Regions from separate parts of the Sus scrofa genome. Here all the other regions are linked to region 1. Evidence: chromatin contacts called from public HiChIP or PLAC-seq data. All regions are on one chromosome and are shown on one strand. Each heading gives the region's core, a stretch centred on a gene start, on an enhancer-like site or on the middle of the called end of the contact. The rest is flanking DNA. Distances are from core to core; before and after follow the strand shown.

The links. HiChIP or PLAC-seq counts read pairs in DNA pulled down with a chosen protein or histone mark.
Region 2: a contact with region 1 is called in an H3K27ac HiChIP or PLAC-seq map of skeletal muscle. The contact joins two enhancer-like sites. A contact is called at or near these places in 2 of 47 Hi-C or Micro-C datasets (embryonic fibroblasts and fetal skeletal muscle) and 1 of 2 datasets of contacts at active chromatin or transcription factors (skeletal muscle).
Region 3: an H3K27ac HiChIP or PLAC-seq map of skeletal muscle shows a contact between it and region 1. The contact joins two enhancer-like sites. A contact is called at or near these places in 3 of 47 Hi-C or Micro-C datasets (psoas muscle and skeletal muscle) and 1 of 2 datasets of contacts at active chromatin or transcription factors (skeletal muscle).
Region 4: a contact with region 1 is called in an H3K27ac HiChIP or PLAC-seq map of skeletal muscle. The contact joins two enhancer-like sites. A contact is called at or near these places in 6 of 47 Hi-C or Micro-C datasets (embryonic fibroblasts, epiblast stem cells, fetal heart ventricle and 3 more) and 1 of 2 datasets of contacts at active chromatin or transcription factors (skeletal muscle).
Region 5: a contact with region 1 is called in an H3K27ac HiChIP or PLAC-seq map of skeletal muscle. The contact joins the promoter of TRMT5 here to the enhancer-like site in region 1. A contact is called at or near these places in 5 of 47 Hi-C or Micro-C datasets (embryonic fibroblasts, fibroblasts, psoas muscle and 1 more) and 2 of 2 datasets of contacts at active chromatin or transcription factors (alveolar macrophages and skeletal muscle).

What each region holds. Positions count from the first base shown.
Region 1 is chr1:189,631,052-189,633,982 of Sscrofa11.1, forward strand. No RefSeq gene overlaps it. Among named protein-coding and RNA genes, the nearest start is that of SIX1, 7.9 kb to the left of the region's middle. Within about 2 kb of position 1,435, at least 38 of the 83 cell types and tissues checked have an H3K27ac peak or open chromatin away from gene starts, as enhancers often do. A contact at or near this core is called in fetal skeletal muscle and skeletal muscle, where this site is marked.
Region 2 is chr1:190,101,147-190,104,077 of Sscrofa11.1, forward strand. No RefSeq gene overlaps it. Among named protein-coding and RNA genes, the nearest start is that of TMEM30B, 69 kb to the right of the region's middle. Within about 2 kb of position 1,560, at least 3 of the 83 cell types and tissues checked have an H3K27ac peak or open chromatin away from gene starts, as enhancers often do. A contact at or near this core is called in fetal skeletal muscle and skeletal muscle, where this site is marked.
Region 3 is chr1:190,033,939-190,036,869 of Sscrofa11.1, forward strand. No RefSeq gene overlaps it. Among named protein-coding and RNA genes, the nearest start is that of SLC38A6, 110 kb to the left of the region's middle. Within about 2 kb of position 1,538, at least 8 of the 83 cell types and tissues checked have an H3K27ac peak or open chromatin away from gene starts, as enhancers often do. A contact at or near this core is called in skeletal muscle, where this site is marked.
Region 4 is chr1:189,950,836-189,953,766 of Sscrofa11.1, forward strand. The region is part of intron 5 of SLC38A6 (solute carrier family 38 member 6); the gene reads left to right. Among named protein-coding and RNA genes, the nearest start is that of SLC38A6, 29 kb to the left of the region's middle. Within about 2 kb of position 1,471, at least 9 of the 83 cell types and tissues checked have an H3K27ac peak or open chromatin away from gene starts, as enhancers often do. A contact at or near this core is called in fetal skeletal muscle and skeletal muscle, where this site is marked.
Region 5 is chr1:189,921,809-189,924,739 of Sscrofa11.1, forward strand. It overlaps TRMT5 (tRNA (guanine(37)-N1)-methyltransferase), which reads right to left and starts at 1,500. Exons shown (of 5, transcript XM_003121846.4): 1 at 1,382-1,500; 2 at 1-231. The coding sequence starts at 1,386. SLC38A6 (solute carrier family 38 member 6) reads left to right here and starts at 1,577. Exons shown (of 16, transcript NM_001267849.1): 1 at 1,577-1,733; 2 at 2,838-2,931. The coding sequence starts at 1,629.

The sequences.
Region 1 (2,931 bases), core at 185-2,684:
AAGGCCCAGCACTTCTTTCTGGTTGGTGCCCTTGGGAGAAAACCCTGACTGGGAACTTGCGCCGTACCTCCCTCTCCTTGGCCGAAATCTCCCTCGCTTCCCCTTCCCCTGCCCAGGCGCCGCAGAGAAGCGATCAGCACGTTCGCGGCATTTGTATTGTTCCATTTCTCAGCCTAAAGCCATTTAGCGTAACCCGAGCCTAGGATAATTGCCACGTTTCTGCCGCGATACTTTTAAAAACAAGATAATGCTTCTGAATTGCGGAAGAAAGTGCTGTGGACAAATTGGGCGCTGAGCTGCCGAGGTAGATCGTTTTGTTAGGGGCGGCCGGTGGTTTGTGACTCAATTAGTGCATTTCTGGGAGCCGCCGGCACTCTGCAGCCGGGTGAGCTTGAGGCGAACTCCCTCTGTGGCTCCCAGGCGCCGGGAACGGTTGGGAGCGGAAAGGGAGAACTTCAGGCCTGTACCTCTGTCGGTACAAATCCACGCCATGGTGGAAAGTGTTTTTGCATGTCCACACGAGTACATTTTTGGGGGGTTCTAAAGGAGCCAGAATTTCGCAGCTGGAAGCTTGACTGCCTCTGCTATCGAATGGGCCGAGCGATATTTGTCTGAAGCACTAGTTCTCTGGGCTGTGGGGCATGAAATACGGGGTGTGTGTGCGTGCGTGTGTGTGAGGGGGGTACTTGCAAGGTGCCCACTCAAAGCATGCCCCTCTGCGCATTTCGCCAACCCCACAGGGCTTAGATTTTGCAAACAGCGTTTCCAGCACCATTGCTGTACTTGGCGCTGCTCTCCTGGAAGCCAGCAGATTAAGGCTTCTAGGCAGCCAATGGGCCGCAAAGGGAGCTTTCAGGTCTCGGAATCAGGCTATAGGGACTTTCCTTCATCTCTACTCAAGTTCACCAGCACACCCTCCCGCCCCCTGCGCCCACCCATCACCCAGCGTGCAGGCCCGCATCCACATTTCGCCGGCCCATTCAGGGGTCCCGGGTAAGCTTCTCTGCCAGGTGCGCGCCGGCGCCGAGAAGAGCTCGCCGCGCCGAGTCCTCGCGGCCCCGCCCGCAGGCCGTCTGTGCCCAGGCTGGGGGAGCAGGGCTAACCCCCTCCCGGCTGCCGGCGCCAGGAACCCCTCCCCGGGCCGAGCTGGAGCTCTTGGGCGCCGCGTCTGCGCCGGGGACGGCTCCGCCCAGTCAGGCTGCCAGAGGTCTGGCGTTCCGGCCCGGTCGGCCCATTGACTCGGTCACGAGGCTTCGGTCCCTGCATCTCTCTCGATCGTTCTCGGGGTGGTTCTGGGGGCCTAGAGGCGTAGGGGCGTAAGGAAGGAAGGGACAGGGCCGGGGAGGGCGGGGGCGAGAAGGAGGCGCGGAGAGGTCAGCGGAGCTGGGAGGGGGCGCAGGCTGGCGGCGGGCACTGCGGGAGGAGAGAGAGGGCGCTGTCTTCCTGGCAAAAGATCCCTGGCCTAGCCGGGAGGAACCGAAACACACACACGCACATGCACAAGGACACGCACACACACGAAAGGAAAATGCTCGGCCGAGCCCCGGGGGCGAGGGACGCGCGGCGGGGAGGGGCGAGGGTGGCAGAGCGGATTTTCAGCTCACGGACCAGCAACCGCTTCTCCTGCTGTGGCCTGGCTAGAGCCGCGTTGTCTAGACTCGCAGGAAAGGAGTCTTTGGCCCTAAAGCGGCCCCCACAGTTGCCTTCCTTCTTGGCCTCCCTCCCTCGCTTTCTCCTTCGGAAAACTGGAGGCCAAGGGTAAGGTCTGCAACGCTTGGCTGGCGATTGAGGTGCTCCAGTTTGCTCAAGGCGAGCAAGGGGTGGGGGAGAATCCGGATCTCTTTTGCCGGAGCGGAGCGCACTTTTCGGTTTCGACTGTCTTGCAAGGAAACCGCGACGCCAACCAATCCTTCGCATGTAAGCGCCTCACCTGGTTTGGTTGCGCCTTGAGCAGAAACAAGGAAGGGACAGAAGACCCTCTTATTTACTGTCACCGATTGGCCGGGGTGTGCACTCGAAGGCCAGAGGTTCTGAGATTACTATCAACTATTCCCCACCCAAACTCACAAATCTAAAATTTGAATTTATATTAATTCAGGAGAAACTCCTCTATCAACTACCAAGGACAATGTATTCTTGTCTTTATATACTCATAATAAGCCAGGCAAAGCAAAACAAAAGGATCTCAAACTCATGTATTGAAATGCCGTATTAATGGACGTAATTAAAGGCCCTCCAGGTTTATTCATAGATACTAGAACCGATCATCTCTTCACAAGTCCGCCACCAGAGAGTCCCAAGCTCCAGTCCCCATGTGGATTTCCTGGGGAGCCGAGAATCTTCCAGGGCTCTTCCAGCAGAATCCAGGTGGCCCTGTAGCAAGAGAGCTATTTCCTAGGAGTAACTGGGTGGGCTGCAATCTGCCTGCCTCTTCACATTGAGAAACGCTTCTCTTGTGGGAACGTCTGTTTCTATTCATCCGATTTTCTAATTTCTTTGATCAGCCTAAATATTTTCTTGGCAAACGGAAATTGACCATGCCATGAATATGATAACAACCTGCTTGGAAAGAAGCTATTTTGTTTCCAAGCAGCAGGGGGAGGGGGAGTAGCCGGCTGGTAGGAATGCCTGTTAACAGATTCCTGCACATACATTTTTTGCAGTCTCTGAAGCAGCTTGTGAAAGCGGCCTCCCCGCCCCCCATATAGTTTCTTCCCTTTCTCTACTCCCCTCAGATAAACACACACCTGGTCTCCTAAAAGTCTTTGATATTCTTTATTAAAAAAAAATAGAGCTTCAATGGACGCCTCTGGAGAACTTCCCTTTAAAACCTAGATGAAAGGCAAGGTTAATACAATGTTCTCTTAATCCCTTTGCCTGTGAGTCAAAATAAATATTTTCTTCTGTATGTGATTGTACATCCTGCCATTT
Region 2 (2,931 bases), core at 310-2,809, 470 kb after region 1:
ACTTTTCCATTTAAATGATTATTTCCATGTGCACATATTATGTGTTATAATAAAAACCATACTCATGCCGTTTACTTCAGTAAGTAAGTCGACAGCTAGGTTTCTACCCCAGCAAAATGCTTGTTATGTTAATATAGAAGTGGCGCTAAGGGAAATGAGGGGTTTCTTCCGAAGGCTGGAATTACAGTTCCTGAATGAGTGCTGGGTAAACACTGTTGTCCAAATGGTCTGAGGTTCCTTTATATCGATCTGAAAGTCTTTAAACCCCCACCTATCTCAAGGTACAGCCCAGAGAGGGGAGAAAACAAGGACCCTCCTGTTTGAATTTCTTGCACTCTTTTCTTCTCCTTTTCCTTTTCCTTCCAGATGAGAAGGCTAGTAGGTCCCACTTCCTCTTTCTGTCTGTGTCTTATCCTTCTGATTCAGAGATACAAGAAGCCTCTTGGCTTGGCCTTAATAGTAGATGGGGTGGGTGCAGGAAGGGAAAACATCCCACTGAAAGGGTGCATGATATTGGGAGGTGTTTCAAAAGCATTATTGAATAAATACATGTATTCATACGAAAAGGTTTGCAAGGATACAGACCACTTCAATGGCCGTGGGCACCTTTAGGGTGTGGAGCGGGGGAGGGGGGTAATGTATTTATGTATGTCATGGGATGTTGATCTTTTGTTTTTTATTTTTGCTTATTTTTTATTTTGGCACTATGGCTATTTTAGTGCTTTCATATTTTTTTTTCCATTTTAATCATCACAGTAGCCCAGTGAGGTAGTTTTTAATCTCCACTGACTTTTAAAAATATTAATAGGCTTTATTTTTTTTCATTTTTAAAAGTTTTGTTGAAGTATAATTGATTGCAATGTTGTGATCATTTCTGCTGTACCACAAAGTGATTCAGTTATACATGTACACACGTCCATTCTCTTTTAGATTCTTTTCCCATGTAGATTATCACAGAGTATTGGGTAGAGTTCTCTGTGCTATATGGCAGGTCCCTGTTGGCAAAATGTTCCATATACCTCAGTGTGCATAGGAATAGACTTTATTTTGTAGAGCAGTTTCAGGTTTACGGAAAAGTCGAGGGGAAAGTACAGAGTGTTCCCATATACCTACCCCACATCCCTCCCCAATTTCTCCTATTACTAACATCTTGCATTATTGTGGTACATTGGTTACAACGGATGATCCAATGCTAACACATTGGCACATTATTATTAACTACAGTGCATAGTTTACATGAGGGTTCACTCTTGTGTTGCACATTCTGTGGGTTTCAACAAATGTACCATGACATATATCTACTGTTACAGTATCGTACAGAATAGTTTCACTGTCTTAAAGATCCCATGTGCTCCACCTATTCATCCCTCCCTGTAATTGATTTTTAAAAAATCTGTGATAGTCTTGATTCCTGTGCTTGTCCTTCTGGCTGTCCCTACTTGCCCAAGAAGTGAAACCCGGTCCACTGCACCTGTTCTTTTCATCACTGACTCTGCTCTCTGTGATAATAGTATCATGAGTGGTCTGCAAGCACCTCAGCCTGCCACCACCACCACTTGTCAGGGGAAAACCCAGACAGGATGAGATCCACATTCTCAGCTGTCCCTGTCTTCCAAGGAAGAGAAACCCTAAACCAGTAGCTAAAGGATGAAACCAGATACCCCAGGGAAGGGTGGGGGATGGCAGGTCTCTGGTGGTCTGGAAGAGGCGCCAAGCCAGAAGCCCCAGAGTGCTGGGAAAAGCAGCAGGGAGATGTGGATAATCCCAGGTTACATCTCAGACGCTGTGGGGAAGTGGCCTCGAGTAACAGGATTTGGGGTTTGAGAGCAGCTCTTACTGCCCAGTGATTAGGAGCAGTGTGGGGCCTTTTTGCTTCCTGAGTAAAATCAAACCAGAATTCCAGACGTTGGTACTGGCAGGGGGTGGGCGGAGGGGGGGAGAGTCTCTCGTGGAGACAGCTGAGAGTGAGGTTGGAAGATTTTCCTCTAGGCAATGTTTTTCAAATATTTTTACTCTGACCCAGGAGCAAAACTATATTTTATCTTGACATCTAGTGCACACACAAACATATACACATACACTGCCAACACTATCAGCATCACCTGGGATCTTGGCAGAAATGCAGGACATGAACTTCACTTTGGACTTACTAAATTAGAACCTACATTTTGATAAGGTTCCCAGGTAAGTATGATGCACATTAAAGATTAAGAAGCACTCCTCCAGGGGACCCAGAGCTAAAGATGAATAAACTATACATATGAACCTCATGTGTTCTAGTTCCATGGGTTTTCTCCATTTCAGACCAGATCCCTTAGTACATTGTCTAAATACTTCAGGCAGCAGTAATCCTGGGATCCTATCTCCCAGGATCTCTTATCTCTTCTCAAGACTCTTCCAAATAATAATGATGAGGAGGAGGATGATGAAAATCTAGCTGATTTGTATTATAGAGCTAAGCATGGACTGAATGCTATTCAATTCAATGCCTTGAAAGTATTAACTCTTTCAATCCTCATAACAAAGTAAGATAGGTTCCACTTTATTTTTGCATTTGATAAATGAGAAAACTGAGATACAGAGAGCTTTCATAGATTTCTCAGGTAACATGCTAATAAATGGGGAAATACAAATATAATACCACCAAATGGAAAAAAGTGGGAAGCACACCAGTGATAGAAAACAGTCAACAGATTTCCCCAAGATGGAAAGTGGATGGGGGCGGGGGGTGGGGTGTTGTTGAGTGAAACAGGTGGAGAAGGTTAAGACTTTATGTATTCTCCCTGGAGGGCTGCAAAGGTGATTGGAGCCAGTCTACCTGCCAAAATCACTGAGAGGGTCTGTCCTCAAAATCAGGAGGTATGGTTAAGGGTCAAGGTGATCGCTGAGAGTGAAAACTAGACAACTGCCCTGTTGGCACATCCCATAACT
Region 3 (2,931 bases), core at 288-2,787, 400 kb after region 1:
GTTGGGCATCCTTTGCTTTGGGGAAGTGTATAAAGCAGAAACGATTAGCTCTTGTGAATGTTTTTAAGGTCTAATACTAATTGCCAAATTGTCCTCCAGAAAGGTTAGGTATGTCAATTTGCACACTCCCCAGCTGTAAATGAAAGTGTCAAGTGACTTATTCTTTAAATGATTTGCTAATTTGGCTTTGATTGTGGGAGAGACTATTTCAGAGCAGTAAAGTGCCTGGTCGATCACAGCCACAGAGAGCCTGGGGCACGGAGGGAGGTCTTGGGCCTGACTGGACTCCAGGGCCCTGGGGTGGTTCACAAACCTCTCAGGACCTCATGCTGCTGCCCCACCCAGGCGAGGTCACACACTGTCTCACGTAACCCAAGCAGCCCTCACGCCTGCCTCCTGCTCTGAGAGACATAACGTTCCATGAGTATCTCCCTTTCCACCTTGAATCTGAGCCTTTAGCCTCCCAGCTCCTCCTCAACAGACCAGGGAGGCAATGGCACACCAGCCTGTTCCCCAGCTCAGGGAGAACTGGATCTGGACTCACCTCATTGGAGCCTGAATGGGATCCAGACCATCAGCCACCCCATCACCCATCCCTCCATCAGAGTTTTTCATGGTTCTGCTTCCCTGCCACCCAAGAGGTCACAGAGGTGCAAACAGCAGAGCCTCAGACCTCATCTTTCCTTTCCAGACCACCTTCTTTCCTTTCTGGAGATGGGAGACATAGAGGGAGCCTGAGACCTGTCCCACCTGTGGCTGATAGGACCTCCTCGGTAAGTTCTGCTCTTCCCACTCAGCAAAGCACACGTGTGCACAGGCAGCCGAGCTGCTGGCCGTCCAGACTATTTTTAAACAGACTAAAAATACTGACTTACCTCAGAGGACTGTGCTGAAGGAGCTTGTTTAGGGTGTCGGATGAACCTTTGCAAATCTAAAATGCTTTGCATCACCTGCTCCTTCACCCCGTGGGTTCCTCCCCTGGGAACCAAGAGAGTTATAAACTCAGGCTGGCAAAGAACAGGGTGATGGGTGGACTGACCGGGAAGCTCTCTTTGTGGGTTTGGTGATGCTCTGTGAGATTTGGCCTCTCTAGATGCTGGCCAGCTCCAGGGCAGATCCTGAACTGCCAGGCCCAGAGCCAGGCCAGCGCATAGAAGGCTCCCTGTGTGTGTTGGTTGTTGAAGGGTGTTTCTTGGCGGGGGCAGCGCAGGTGCCTGAGCTGTTATGATTTCTGACACCCCTGTTGGGTAGGAGAAGCCCAGGCACACATGTGTCTACCCCGCTCCCCTCCCCCTCCCTTCTACCTCAGCCCTGGGCCGGTCCCCTCTGCTTCCCCCACATAAGCCTTCATGTTGCAGCACAGCGGAAGGTCAAGTGCTCTCCTGTTCTAGGGCAGACACTTTGGGTTTAACCTTGAGGCAGAGGCTCAGCTGCCCTGACAACCCGTGGCTTCTTTCTGCAGCAACACCTCCTGCAAAGGTAGCCCAGCACGTCCTTGGCCACGGGTTTCCCAGGGCAGTAAAAATAGCTGAGGCCCCGCAGCTGCTGAATGATGAGTTCTGGAAGGAGATGATTGATTCTCACAGCTGAGTCCCGGGGTCAGGGAGCGCCGAGCAGGCCGAGGGGCCAGGGTGAAGGCTGGGCTGGCCCCGGGGCTGCTCTAGATAGAGCTGTTGACAGAGGGATCTGTGCTCCCCCCACCTGAGGGGAGCACCGAGTAAGCGGATTAAAAGGAACTGCAGAGGGCTCTGTGAGAGGGAGACAGTGCAGCCCTTTCTTTGAGGCCAGACTGGACCTTTTTTGACATATGCAGTCACCTCCCCTCCTTCACCGGGGACAAAGTTCAAAGTGGGGTGGGAGTTACTTTCCAGGGAAGGTGACGGGCTGGTACAGTAATGGGAGCCCCCGCTTCCCCTAAAACTATGGAGCTGTTGGGGCTTATGAAACACCCCGGGGACACAGGTGTCAGGTAGCTTCTGGCAGCCTGGGGTCACTCTCTGCCCTCCCCCCACCCTGCCCCTGGGCTGCAGCAGTACCCTGCCTGCTTTGTCAGGGGCCTGGGCCTGGGCCATTGACCTGGGCTGCTCCGATTCTTCATGGTGATCTAAGGTGAACCGTGTCCGTGGAGCTCCTGACCAGTAACAGTAGCTTTTAAGCCAGGATCCTGCAGTTGTTGGGCTGTTCACAAGGAAACAGCTGGAAGGGTGAAGTTCTACAGCTGGACCTGATCTGGACAATTCAGAGATACAGCCATATGTGTTTACTTTACAGTGCATGTTTTTAAGGCAATCTATAGCCCAGGGTTCCATACAGCAAAAATAAGGTTTCAGAGGGAGAAAGAAGAAATTGCTAGAGGAGGGAGGAACTAAGAGGCAAATGAAAAACAATATATTTTCCTATGAGATTATTAAAAAGATGACGAGGCAGCCAGACATGGGTGTGTGTGGGGGGGATAATCCAGGTGGCTTTTCTCCCCAGGAAAAGGGGCTGCCTTGTCATCAGAGCAGAGGTACGGGGGAGACCTACTGGTTTTCATGAAAGATGTAAAGATTCTGCAGAGGAGCCTGAGTTAGGACTACAGGCCAGAAAGAGAGGTGGCCCCTCCTTTTGTCTTTCATGCTACCTGCGGGGCATCAAGGTGTGTCTTTATCTTTCTGGAGTCACTTGAGATGCATGCACTCAGCCTCCCTTTCTTGCTGTTCTTTGCTCAGAGGTGGGGTTGCAGATATTGTGATTGGTGTGGAAAAGATTCCAGAACTGTAAGAAAAGGACCCCACAGGTTACCTCCAGGTCTGTCCTTGATACCTATGGGGGACGAATGGAGAGTCTTTCTCTTCCAAACCCTCCTCTGTCCTGCACAGTGGGAGGCCTCGCATACACCCATGCACAGACAACTCAACAGCTTGGATGCACGTCCAAGCTCCATCTCTG
Region 4 (2,931 bases), core at 221-2,720, 320 kb after region 1:
TCTTATTTATCATAGGAAGAAAGTAAAGAGTTAGAGGGAAAGAAGAAAAAGCCAGCAAATCTGGCTTACGCGGTACCCCTTTAAAAGGAAGATCAACTGGGAAGAGAAGACCACACAGAATGTATAAGTGAGCATATGGTTTCTTTAGGGAAGAATCTACCATCAGAACTTGACGTAAACTCTTTTTCTTCTCCCCTGTATCAATCACACACCAAGTATTAGTCATAGGACACTAATGTGGTCTAACAAATAGACCAGAACAATCTACTGTCTTTGAAAAATCTCTAAACTTTAGATAGAAAAATATGTGACTCACTAAATTTAACACTCTTACTCTGGAGTTAGGGAAACAGTTGTCTTTGGAAAATGGAGAGCCACATAGTAAAATACTACTTAGAAGCGATTCCTGATTGCCTCTTAGCACTAATGAATGAGGGGCCCAAAATAGGCCAAGTCAGAGAGAGCCCCCAGCTGCCCACTGCCTCAGGCCCTGGAGGAGCATTTGCTGACAGTCTCTGCTGCTTGGACACAAAGTCAAAAAAGCAGCATCTGGAAGTTTTAATATTTAATGCTGTTATAGGGAAGAGAACTCTGGCTGAGAGTTTGAATTTAGTGGACTACAAGTAGAAGGATTAAGAACTGTGAGAGCAAGTAAGTACAGGTAGTTTCCACATAGTTCCTCCAGTTGTGTCGCATTGAGATTCTTTTTCTAAAAACAAAGGTAAGTGGTTAGTTTCACATGTGTTTAAACTCTTGAGATAGACCACTCAGTTGGCTAAAATATCCCCAGAAATCAAGCAGTAAACCCCAAATCATCTTCAGTTAAGCTGAGAAGAAGTCCTGTTAACTCTGAGAAGTATACGATAAAAGTAAATTGATGTTGTTTCTGGTTTTATATCTTGCCCAAATCAAAATGCAAGGTGAGTGGCTCCTAGGAGTATTTAAATCCTTTTTTTCCTCTTATAAAATATGAAGGGGCCACTATGGATAGCATGTTCTTTCCTTAGTTCTTTAATGTTCCAGTTCTTTAAAGGAGATTAAAGATTGAATCACTGCTATACGATTGTGAAAGGAAAACCCTAAACATTAGTAAATACGGAAACCTTTTGAAATTGCTAGAATGACCCAGATTTTCCAGACTAGCAGAGCTCCCACAGACCTACTCTAGCTGTCTTGATTAACACCTCAGTTTGGAGATCTAAGTTTTAAGAGAAACTCAGCACTCCTTTTATGTGGTCAAGTATCACAGTTTCTAAATCTTATAAACAGAAACGTATATAAATAAGATCATTCTCAACTGAGAACTATAAAAATTTCAAATGCTCAGATTTTTGAAAACTGTGATTTAATATTAAGTTAAAAACTATTTGGCTTTACTTTCTGAAAAAAAATATTTTTGGTAGGATAGTGAATTCTGAAGAATTACTTGTTTGTACTGTCTCCTGGGAAACGCGGGTTGGGCGTGCTGTTACAACGCCATCTGCTGGTCAGCTCATCTGTAGTCAATCTGCAAGCTTCTGGAGACCTTGAATAGTATTGTCCAGAAATTCTAGAAAGCAGTTTTAGAATGGGGGAGATAAAGGAAATTGGGAAGAAGGGTCTTTCTCACAAGTACTTCCTTTGACAAAATTTGCTGGTAACTTGTCACTTTAAAAAAGTTTTGAGAAATATTTCTTAGTAAAAATTTTATTGAAGTGTATAAGATTTTCAGAATGGTAAATATTCTGGTCATTTTTTATTCAAGTTTAAAATCTTGATAAATGACAAAACAAACATGTATTTTCCTTGAGTTGTGGGGGTGGAGGGAGTCCCTCCATATATTTTAATTTCTATTTGTGCATAAATTAGGGAAATGACATTGTTTTCAGAATTTTTTTTTGCTTTTTAGGGCCGTACCAAGGCATGTGGAGGTTCCCAGGCTAGAAGTCCAATCAGAGCTACAGCTGCCAGCCTACACCCCAGCCACAGGAATGCAGAATCTGAGCTGCGTCTGTGACCTACATCATAGCTCTCAGCGATGCCATATCCTTAACCCACTGAATGAGGCCAGGGATCTAACCCACAACCTCATGGTTCCTAGTCAGATTTGTTTCCACTGTGCCACGATGGGAACTCCCTTTCAGATTTTTTTTCTTTAAGTCCTTTTGAAAAAGGAGAGAGATTGTGTTGTGAACTATTTTGAGTGGGGATAGACTTTCGGTGGCTTTGGACATTTAGTAGGAACACCAGATTAGCAGATACATTGAATAGAATAAACCAGTTACTATCCATAACTAAAAGCATGTGTTTAGTAAAACTGAATCTCTCTTAGAAGGAAAGGCAAACCTACTATTTCTTCCTATAGCACATCTGTTTAGAGCTGGCTGACTAATCCTTTAAGAAGTTGCTGCACTTCTTCCAAGTGCTGAAAACCTCATTCTGTTTTAAAAATAGATCTGTGTAATCTTATCTCCATATGTGTATTTTAAGTGTTTAACAAAAAGGGTAATTATTTTTATAAATTAATGGTTTCTTAGACCCAAACCCCAAGTGAAACTTTGTCTTTTTTTTTTCTTTCAGTTTTTGTCTTTTAGGGCTGTACCCATGGCATATGGAGGTTCCCAGGATAGGGGTCCAATTCGAACTGTAGCTGCCAGCCTATGCCACAGCCACAGCAACACAGGATCCGAGCTGAGTCTGCGACCTATACCACAGCTGACAGCAACACCGGATCCTTAACCCACTGAGTGAGGCCAGGGATCGAAACCGTATCCTCATGGATGCTAGTCAGGTTCTCTAACTTCTGAGCCATGATGAGAACTCTTTTTAAGGAATCTTGAGTAAAGTAGCCTGTGAGAGTACAGGGTTTGGGGGAAGAGGGGTTGGTTTTTGTTTTGATTTTTTAAAATTTCGTTGTAGTTTTAATATCTCAAATATGTGAGAATAGGAAAC
Region 5 (2,931 bases), core at 250-2,749, 290 kb after region 1:
ACATCAGAGGGTGGTGAAAACAATTCAGAGTCTCTCCGATTTGTTTCTATTTCAGGCATGGTTGAGAATCTTTTTCTTTGATCCAACGAGAAAATATCAGGTGTCCTGTTAGGTTTCTGTATCAATGACACCCAAGCTAGTGGAATCGATGATTCTGATTCAGTTATTCCACAGCTTTCCACTTTGAGATGTCTTCTTGAGAATCCAAATCCAAATGGCCTCCATAAGATCCTAAAAAAAAAGTATTTTTTAAAACAAATACCATAAAGCTACACACTAACTTAACATGTTCACAATAAGTTTGGGGAATAAAATTTTAAATTGTTTTAAATAATGGGTGAATGCTGATGATTAAAACTTTTAGTGGTGTGTGAGAAGAATACTATCATTTCCAGGACAGGATGACCTTTAATGGTGGTAAATAATAAAAGTGCACCTTCTACCCATGTGTTGCCAGGACTAGGGCTTTGTGATCCATCACCCTTCGTTCAGTCAATGGACCTTCCCAACCACAATTTTCTATAGAACATGTTTGGGATTGGAAGGCTGAAGTTTAAGAATCACCACTAAATGAAATGGTCACAATATTTATGACCTTACCAATGGCAATATTTAAAAGGAAATTCTTGTGGATTCCTATTAGGTCAGGTGCTTTACATACATTATCAATCCTTGAGAGGTGTGCGTGGTATCACATTCTCATTTTGTAAATGAGTAAACTAAAGCTCAAGGGTAGGTTAATTGGCCCAAATTCCCGTTCCTGCCAAGTGGCTGAGCAAGGATTAAATTCCAGGGCCTGGTATTCTTAATATACTTCTATGTTGTCTTCGAAGTTTTACTGCCACAACTCCTGCCCATAACTAGAGGTTTCAGTATTTTGAGGATGAGGCCTGTTAAGTGTTATACTCATATTCCATTAACAGTATCAGTTATTCATTTTGTTACCGAAGAAGTAACTGTAAAAGGAAAGGGTCCCGTCTGGTAACCCTATAAAGCAACTGTCAAAATTTATAGCCAGGGTTCAAATTGGGTCTAGCAGGTAAACAGATGTGTAATTTACTTTGGGTAAATTACTTGATGTGAGTCTCGGCTTTACATGTGTAAAAATATGGCTAAAGTTCTATCAGAAAGCTTTTGAAAAGATGAAAGAGACTCCACACTCCCTGGTACTGTACTCAGACCTAGGCTTGGCAGGGCACCCGGGCGGTGGGTGACCTCGCCTAGGCAGCGCAAAGCGGAAAGCCGCCCTGAGCTGACCGGTACCGACAACACGCCCTCAGCCCCTTCGAAATATCAAAGGTGTAGCGGCCACCATCTCATCAACGTCACCATCCCATTTACCGGCGTCGCTCAGCAGCTGCCTCCCAGACCAACCCCTCACCTCATGCTCTGCTGCGGCTCGGAAATGGGTCGCCGACGGAGAGGCGGGCCCTCGATGACAACATCAATGTTCGTCGCCGAAGGGCGAGCGTCATCAGATCGCGTCGATTACCTTCTTCCTTCCCCGCCCTAGTGAGGTATAGGCACCCGGAAGGGCCGGGAATGCAGCCCCGCCTCTGGCGCGACTCTGGCCGGGAGAGCAGTGGTGGTAGCTGGTAGATGGACTGGGTCGTCGGCCAGCAAGCAGCATGGAGGCGCCGTGGGGGACCATCAGTGCGGAGCCGGGCTGGTTTGTCTCTACCCAGCAGATAGAAGAAGCAGAGGCGGAAGAGTTAAGCCCGTTGCTAAGCAACGTAAGTTAGCACAACTCGAGTCCCGGCACTTTTCTGATGTTCCTGCCAAATACGACGGAGAAAAGAAAGGGGAAGGCGAAGGGAGGAGGAAGAGGCTTAGGGCATGGGGCCCAAAGGCAGCAGCCGAGATTCCGAGATCTGGCGGACTTAATGAGTGTCATAGGAGCCTAACCTGTGCTAGAAAGAACAGCTGAAGTAGAGGTGCAGGCTCAGGTGAAGAGGTGCAGCGGCGAGTTGGAGGCTGGTGACCCCACTTAAAGGAGTAGCCCCAGGATTATGTAACTCCCTGCTGTTTTTTAGCATCTTTGTTGGTTTCTCGGCTTCTCGTTTCCTTCACCAGTCGTTTGAGCTTTGTGCAAGAGTCACAAGATTTTTCTTTTCCCAGCTTAGTCACTGGGGACCTGTAAATAACTTAATGCAGAGATCCTTAATGGTGAAGGAGTAGAGGTGGCCTGATAGTAGGTACATAGTACTTCCCTTGACCCTAAAGCCTGTGCACTCAACTTTTAACTTAAGTCAGTTTCTAGGACTTTGTTCCCAAATACTGTTTTAGTATTCCATACTGTTTAGTATTCCATAGTGTCCTCGCCAGAGCAACGTGAATCGCTATTTACTGTATCATCATTGTCAGGTGTTCCTGACCATCCTTCCCGTTGGGCAGACTTAATTCATTAAGTATATAAATAGAGATTAATTTTGCTGTCCTAGTCATTGAGGAGCAGCAGAAGTCTACAGTAACCCCATGCTGATTCAGGGATTCTTCAGTAATCATGTGAGCTTGGGGCCATGTTCCTGCTCTCTGTCCCCACCCCCATTTTACCCTATCTTCATCTTTTGCAGTCACAAGGTTAGTCATGACTTTTCAGAAGCCGACCTGGTTTCTGTGCTTGGAGTTGATTTTCCTAGGAAACCAAATTCCTGGTGCTGCACTAAGGGGAGGTGAGGAGGGAAGGAAAGGAAACCAGTGCTGGGTTGCTGGTTGAGCCCCTGGTATGTCACATCATGTGTCTGGTTTGCAGATATCCTCCATTGTCTGTCATTTCTTGATGAAATTTGAACCTCACCATTCAAACATTTGACTCTATTAAATTTGTGTGCTTACAGGAACTTCACAGACAGGGATCCCCAGGTGTTTCATTTGGTTTCTCAGTGTTTAATTTGATGAATGCCATCATGGGAAGTGGCATCCTTGGCTTAG